Linked DNA regions of Urocitellus parryii: region 2 is linked to region 1. Evidence: chromatin contacts called from public Hi-C data. All regions are on one chromosome and are shown on one strand. The core of a region is the stretch at or near the end of the contact, and the rest is flanking DNA. Distances in the headings are between cores, read along the strand shown.

Evidence for each region. Hi-C and Micro-C count contacts between places; a contact is called where the count stands out from the background.
Region 2: a contact with region 1 is called in a Hi-C map of muscle, with 8 times the contacts expected there. The contact joins the promoter of Sinhcaf here to the promoter of Dennd5b in region 1. A contact is called at or near these places in 2 of 2 Hi-C or Micro-C datasets (liver and muscle).

The regions. Positions count from the first base shown.
Region 1 is chr5:78,614,840-78,618,326 of mUroPar1.hap1, forward strand. It overlaps Dennd5b (DENN domain containing 5B), which reads left to right and starts at 1,915. Exons shown (of 23, transcript XM_077798438.1): 1 at 1,915-2,260. The coding sequence starts at 2,116.
Region 2 is chr5:78,876,017-78,879,503 of mUroPar1.hap1, forward strand. Sinhcaf (SIN3-HDAC complex associated factor) reads left to right here and starts at 1,919. Exons shown (of 6, transcript XM_077798918.1): 1 at 1,919-2,072.

The DNA.
Region 1 (3,487 bases), core at 665-3,164:
CTATTCCTTTGAAAACTTTAGAAAAGATATTAGGGAATGTGTGTATTTTGTCAAGATTTATACATTACAATTGAATGTATTCTGTTTGTTGGGGCTTCTTTTTTTCAGTCTTAAAACATTAATTCAGGGCTTACAAGCTCAAATGAACAAAAAAGGATATATTTCTTGACTAGTGCAAACAGAAAATTGGTTTTATACTGGGTTTTGTTTGATTAGGCTTGATTCTAACAAGCATTCTGCAAGAAGCTTCCACCAAAGATGGTCTCAAGGAACACAGACACCCCACTACTTTACTAGTAAAATGCTTTTGTGCATTTCAGAATTTCTTATGTGAGGATAAGCAATAATTTAAAAAAAATTTAGTTGTAGATGAACACAATACCTTTATTTTTATTTTTATGTGGTGCCCCGAGGATCAAACCCAGTGCCTTCCACATGTGAGGCAAGCACTCTACCACTGAGCTACAATCCCAGCGCGAGAAGCAATAATTTTATAATAGTAAATGAACAAGTGTTCATAAATAGGTTTCACATATTAACGTTTATTTCGCTAGTAGCATCAACATCCTAGGTTACCACTCTTCTTTCCTTCACTCAAATATAAATAAGAGGCCAGGTGGGATCAGGATTCTGCTAGATACTAAAAATATAATAAACCACAGAGCACAACTCCTACTTAGTAGAGTTTACAACCCAGCTAAGTCATCGTAAGTGTTCTGGCGGAAAAGTGGAGTGCAATGGGAGCTAAAGATCAATTACCCAGGTTGTGGCTTGCTCTGATTTCTTGATTTTCTTTCATTTCAGAATCGAAGAAAGAGAGGATACAAGCTCTACTAAATAAATGGTGGTATGCAGGCATAAACTGTCTTCAAGGAAGAGCATTATTCAATCAAATATTCAAGTTTCTCTCACTCCACTTCCTTGGAAGATTTGCTTGTGTGTCTACCAGTGGTGTTCATGATGATCCCTCACTCCTCAGTTCCAGAAGAAGAGAGTAGGGATTGTGAGCTTCTTCTGTAGAATGGAAAGTAAGAGGAATGAGCAGGGAAAGAAAGCCATGTCTTTGTGAGGAGCAGAGTTCAGGGTCTAATTCCTGTTACCTTATCAGCCTCCAAGTGTACCTGCAACAAGAGCAGATAACATCAAAGGAGTCCCGAGCTGGGGAACCGAGCGCCTGGGTTACTTTACATTGACCTGGAAAGCGCCAGGGTAAATTACGAAACACAGGCAGGGGGCTGGCAACTGTAGCCCCCTTTAGAAGTCTCAATGCTGTATGGATATTGAATTGTTTTGTTTCCTCCTCTCACCATTTAGTTGCTAATTAAGGGGTGTCTTGTGAGCAGGGGTGAGAGATGGCGGAACGTTTCAAGGACTAGTGTCTTAGAATGATATAGGCATCTGCACATGTCACAGTTTAAAAGACGATGGCTCAGACCGTTGTGGGAAATGATCTCAGAGCGGCTGTTCACCTTCCCCAAAGCTGCATTTTTTTTTTTTTTTTAATTATGGTGAGTAACATCCCCTTCGGAGGACAGGCTGCCTCCCTGCGGCTTGCCCTCTTCCCTGCCGGCGGCTAACGGGAGGGGTGTGTGTGGGGTCGCCCCAGTGCCGCAGCCGGGGCTGGCGGGCACGATTCCTGCCCTCGCCGGGCGCTCCCTCAGAGCCCGCTGGGCGCGCGCGCCCGGCCGAGGCACGTCGCCGCCCCTCGCGAGCGCGCCCCCTCCCCGTGCTTGGTCTTCAGCGCCCCCGCCCGCCCCGCGCTCCCACAGCCTGAGCGCTGCTCAGCTGACCCTCGGGCGCCAGACGCGGTGGCTCCCGGCTCGCGAGCGCAGCTGCGGCGGCGCGAGCCTCTCACGCCGACACTCCCCCTGCGCGCCCCTCCCCCAGCGGGGCCAGGATCCGGACGGGCCGCGCGCGAGCCCGAGGCCGCTTTTCCCGGCGCCGAGGCTGCGGTGGCGAGCGGCGGCTGCGCGGCTATGGGCGCGCCGGGGTCGCCCTAGTAGGACCGGCGCGGAGACCGCAGCGGGAGCGACAGCGGCAGCCTCCACTGCTAGCCTTCCTCAGTGAGCCTTCCTCAGCGGCGGCGACGACAGCCGCAAGAACAGCGGGGCCGGGATGAGCGGGAGCGGCGCGGCGCCCGGCCCGGGCTCGGGCTCAAGCTCGGGCTCCGGCTCCTCCTCGGCAGCCTGCCGCTTCGCGCACTACTTCGTGCTGTGCGGAATCGACGCAGACAGCGGGCTAGAACCCGACGAGCTAGCGGGTAAGGCCGGGCTGCGGCGGCGCGGGGGTTCCCTCAGGGGTGCGGGGAAGGCTGCGGCGACGCGCGGGAGGCGGGGTGCAGGATCCAGACAAAGTCGGCTCCCGGAGGCGCCCCTCGCCGCTGCCGCCGACGCTGCCGCTCTCCGGCCGGACGGGCGGTCGGGTGGCGATTTAATGACATTGTTATTTATTCCGCGCGCAGGGTGAATGTTGAGTCCTCGGACGACTCGCCGCCTAGGGCGCCCGCCGGGGGCTTTCGCCTCCCGAGTGCGGGGTTATTAATAACCGGCGCGGGGGAGGCCCCGAGGGCACGGCCCGCGCCCGGCACGTCGGCCGCTCGGCTAGCTGCTGCTAGCGGAGGCGGCTCCTGACAGGCGCGCTGGCTCCCCGACCTCGCGGCTGTCCCCTGTTTCCCTCTCCCGCCCTCTCCGCTGGGGCTGCGAAGTTTGGCCCCAGCACGTGACGTAGCGCCCATCCTCCTAGAGGAGGGGGTGTGGGAGACCTCTCGGCTGAGGGATGGATTCGTGCCCACCCCGGCGGTGGTGGCCGTGCGGGGCTGGCGGAGGCGCGGGCAGGAGGCTAGTTAGACTTCATCCGTGACTGTTCTCAGTCTGCGCCCCGCCTTCCGCCACCCCGGGTTCTGCTGACGGTCGAATCACCTTTTGGAATGCTGTCGATTTGGCAGTGTCAGGGAACCTGGAGGGGACCTTTGGACGCTCGGGACTCTGCACGATGCTTTGTTGACACTGCCTACGCTGTTCCTGAGTTGGAGTAGTTGGCTATTACCCCATCCAACTGGGTGCACCGTGTGTTACTGCCTGGGTTTTCCTGGAGGGGCACTGGTTCCTCCTCTTGACTCATTTGATGGCGCAGTGCAGGGCTGAGCTGGAGAACCTACCCTGGGAAAAGGGGCTGTTAAAGGATGACGGGGTACCGGGGTTGTGCGCCCTGTGAGAAGAGGCGAGGAGAAGGGACTGATTACATCTTTCATTCTGCTTGCCTCCGTGGGATCTGAATCTTGACTTTTTTTTTTGGGTTAAATGGGTGAGACAAGTGACATCTACTGCCTGAACTTTATCTGTGTCAGTGCTAAACACTTAGGTCATAGCCTTTTAGAACAGTTTCCTTTGGACATAGCATTCATTAATAATTGCACCAATGTGGATTTTTCGTTTTTTGGGGGTAGGAAACTGGAAAACTGGAAAGGATGTATTAAATAATAATAGTA
Region 2 (3,487 bases), core at 669-3,168, 260 kb after region 1:
ACTGGAGCCACAGTGAACTGATTTTAGGTCAAACACAATAGTAAAGATGTTTTAACTTGAGATAAATCTGTAATAAAAGTTTACTTTTCCAGTGCTGGGGATGGAACCCAAGGTCTGGCACATGCTAGGCAGGTGCTGTATACTGAGCTATATACCCGGCCCAACCTTTATAAATTTAAAAATGTACATTAATTTATTGTTTCACAAGCAATTATCCAGTATTCAGAATCTTCTGTGCTCTTAGACACTGGGATACAAAAATGGGTAAGATAAAATCCTATCCTTGGGCTGGGGATATAACTCAATGGAAGAGCACTTTCCTAACTTATGTAGGACCCTGGGTTCCATCCCCATCACAGGCACACACACACACACACACACACAAACAATAACAACAACAACAACACACACACACACTCAAAATACTGGTAATATATTTACCCAGGCTTGATGGTGCAAGCCTGGAGGCTAAAGCAGAAGGATTGAAAATTCCAGATATGGTTCAGCCATAGAGTGTCTTGGGTTAAATCCTCAGTACCACAGGAAAGAAAACAAAAACAGACAAATAAACAAACAAAAACCTTAGTTAAGGACTTCAGAAGTGGGTTTGTACTGTATGTTCAGTGAACTGGCTGTTGAATTAAATTAGCGTTTCAGAAGTATCTATTTAAATTCTTATTGTTGACACTACAGTGAAAGCAGTGAAACTTGTCAGCAGATGATAAAGTTTTATGGTTGATTTTCACACTTTGGTAGCTTGGGACCAATATCAAGTTTCTGGAAAAAACATCCTCTTTCCCCACCCTCCCATTACCAATAAACCAGACTGTCTTTGGGGCTACATGTGTCCTTGGAATAAAGAGGTATCACAATCTTTTACTTTTTTCATTTTCCATTTTTCCATCTGAGAAGTTACTTCAGCCTCCGTCCCCCCAACATTCCCCCCACCCACCATCCCCGTGTCTAAAATAGTTCAGGTTGTTAGATTATTATACGTTCCACAGGGAAAAGCCTGCATTTCACTATTTTTTCAATTCCCAAGACCACCAGTTAGTGGTATTATTTCTGGGTGACTGGAACACCTTTTACAAGCAGCTGGAGGAGGTATGAGTGTCCCTAGATTACTGGCTTTCCACAGACTAGTCTTTTAAGAAAGCGGCACTGTTCCCACGGAAATTAACAACCATTCAATTCTGAGAGGCCTGAAATCTCACTGCTAAAGCGGAAAACAAAACAAAACAAAAAAACCTGGATTGTGATGGGTTGGGTTACCGTGTGAGAAGGGCAAGAGGGAGTTGGTGGATAGACAGGATGTCAAAATTGGACTTCACTAAACGACTCATTAAAACTACGAAAACTAAATCTTTGCTGACGTAGAGGAGGATTAAAAGATTAAAAACTCAATTTAAAACAAAATTCAGCAAACATGGGGTTAGTATAACTTCAGTCTGGTGCTTACAAGACCACCTTCTCGGTCACCTCACGCCAGAGCCTGGGCACAGGTGTGAGGATTTTGCAAAGCAGTTTTAAAACTATTTTTCAACGCCAAGTCGTGATCCCTAAGAACTTTGGGAGTGCAAAGCACGTCACGCAGCCTAGTTTTCTCCCCCTGTTGCTAACCTTTCCGCCTTTCCCATCCTGCCACTCCCCCTTCGCAGTCGCCTCCAGCCAGGAGGCGTTTGTTTATGTGACGTCCGCTGTAGTAAGCCGTCCCCGCCCTCGTTTCCCTCAGGCCGCCTCGTTTCCCGCGCCGCGGTACTTCTCCCCTTAAAAGGACAATAGAGGCCCCGGGAGCGCGCGCGGCCGCCTGGCCTTCTCCCCTCCCAGTCCGCGACGCGCGCGCGCCCGTATGCAAATAAGTTCGATTCAAGAGAATTTTGTACCGGGAGTCGCGCGTGCGCAGAGGGAAAGAGGAATCTACACCTTCCCGTCCGGCGGTAGCAACTGCAGAACTGCAGGAGACAATCTTTCTAGACAAGGCAGTTGAGGAGGGAGCGCTTGGAGGGGGTTGGCCTGGTGTGCACTCCGCACCTCGGGGACGCTATTGCGCGTGGATCGGCAGTTTTGGGAAGGTGAGTGACTCTGATCATTACTCTGGTGCAAAACTGTCTCACAAGGCTTTGATTTCAGAGTGTTTTTTTTTTCCTCTTTCACCTCACCCACCTCCCCCCAGCCCTTACACACACACACACGCACGCACACACAAACACAGGAAGTTTTGTCTTGGAGATGGCATTGCTGGGAGCGCTGTTTTTGTGATTTTTCAGACCCCGGGGTCTTTTGTGTGTACATGTTTAGCGTGTACTTTTAAATTGGGGAGGGTATTTGAGGTAAACCGAAAGTCGGGGGCCGGGGGAAGTGAGTGGATCCTGGAAATGACTGAGGAGTCGCGGAGTTGAGGGATCCACGTTGAAGGTGACAATGACTTTTCGCAGCCGCAGTGTTCCCTAGCGAAAGAGAACCCGGTGGCTGGAAGGCCCGGGAGGAAAATGACTTGCTGGCAGTCGCGGGGCGGCCCGGGGTCGTGCGTCCGCGTGGGCGCGAGCTCGAGGAGGGTCGGGCGCCGTTGTGAAACCTCGCTCTGTAGTTTGATCGCAGCCCCCTGCGCGTGTTTTGATAGGGTGGACAATAAACGCCATCGCTCGAAAACTAAGTTGCCATCTCCTTTCCGAGCTGGCGGCGCTAGGGGGTTTAAATCGGCCTTCGGTGGTCAGCGCCGGGTTTCCCGGGAGCGCACGCGGCGTGGCGTTGTTTGCCGAACTCCGGGGGGATGCGGATGCGACAATGAGAGCAACACGCGGTCGCTTAAAAACAGCCTGGCTTCCACACGCCTGCTGTCCGCGGACCGCGCCCAACAGCCGCTGGTGGCCGAGGTGTCTTTGCAGCCCGAAGTTTTGCTCCCCATTTATTCACCTGTAGCGTAGGTGTGGGCGCTACGCGAGGGCTTCCCATTCGGAGGGTGACCGCCCGCGGTTTAAGATGGCCAGTTACGCTAAGTTCCTGAGGGATGGAGGCAGTGGCGTTGTCTGCGCTGCGGGAGCGAGCGAACTCCGGAGGGCACCGCTTTTTGTGCTCAACATGACAGACCACGTGCTTCGGGCAGCAATCCTGCTCTGGGAATGAATGTCCAGCTCCTTGTGAGCTGTGGGATGCGGTCGCTGTCGGGCAGGTCCGGCCGGCAGGACAATGTGATTCGCTGATGATGGCGTCCTGCCAGTTTAAAAAGCAGAGTGAAAGTCGCCAACTCTCAGCCTGTGCGGGGCGGGCAATCCGGGCGTTTCTCATCAAGGACACTGCAAAACTTTGATTAAATGGCCTCGTTGCCGAGGGGAGGACGAGAGGATGGGGCTCCGGACCCTCAGGACGCGGGTCGGGACCCTTCCCGGAGGTGCTCGTCAAGTGTCTCGCCCCTGAGAAACACTCCGACATCCTTGATGCTGCACGTAGGCAGCGCCGGGCTGGACAGAAAACAAAGAGCTGCATGTGC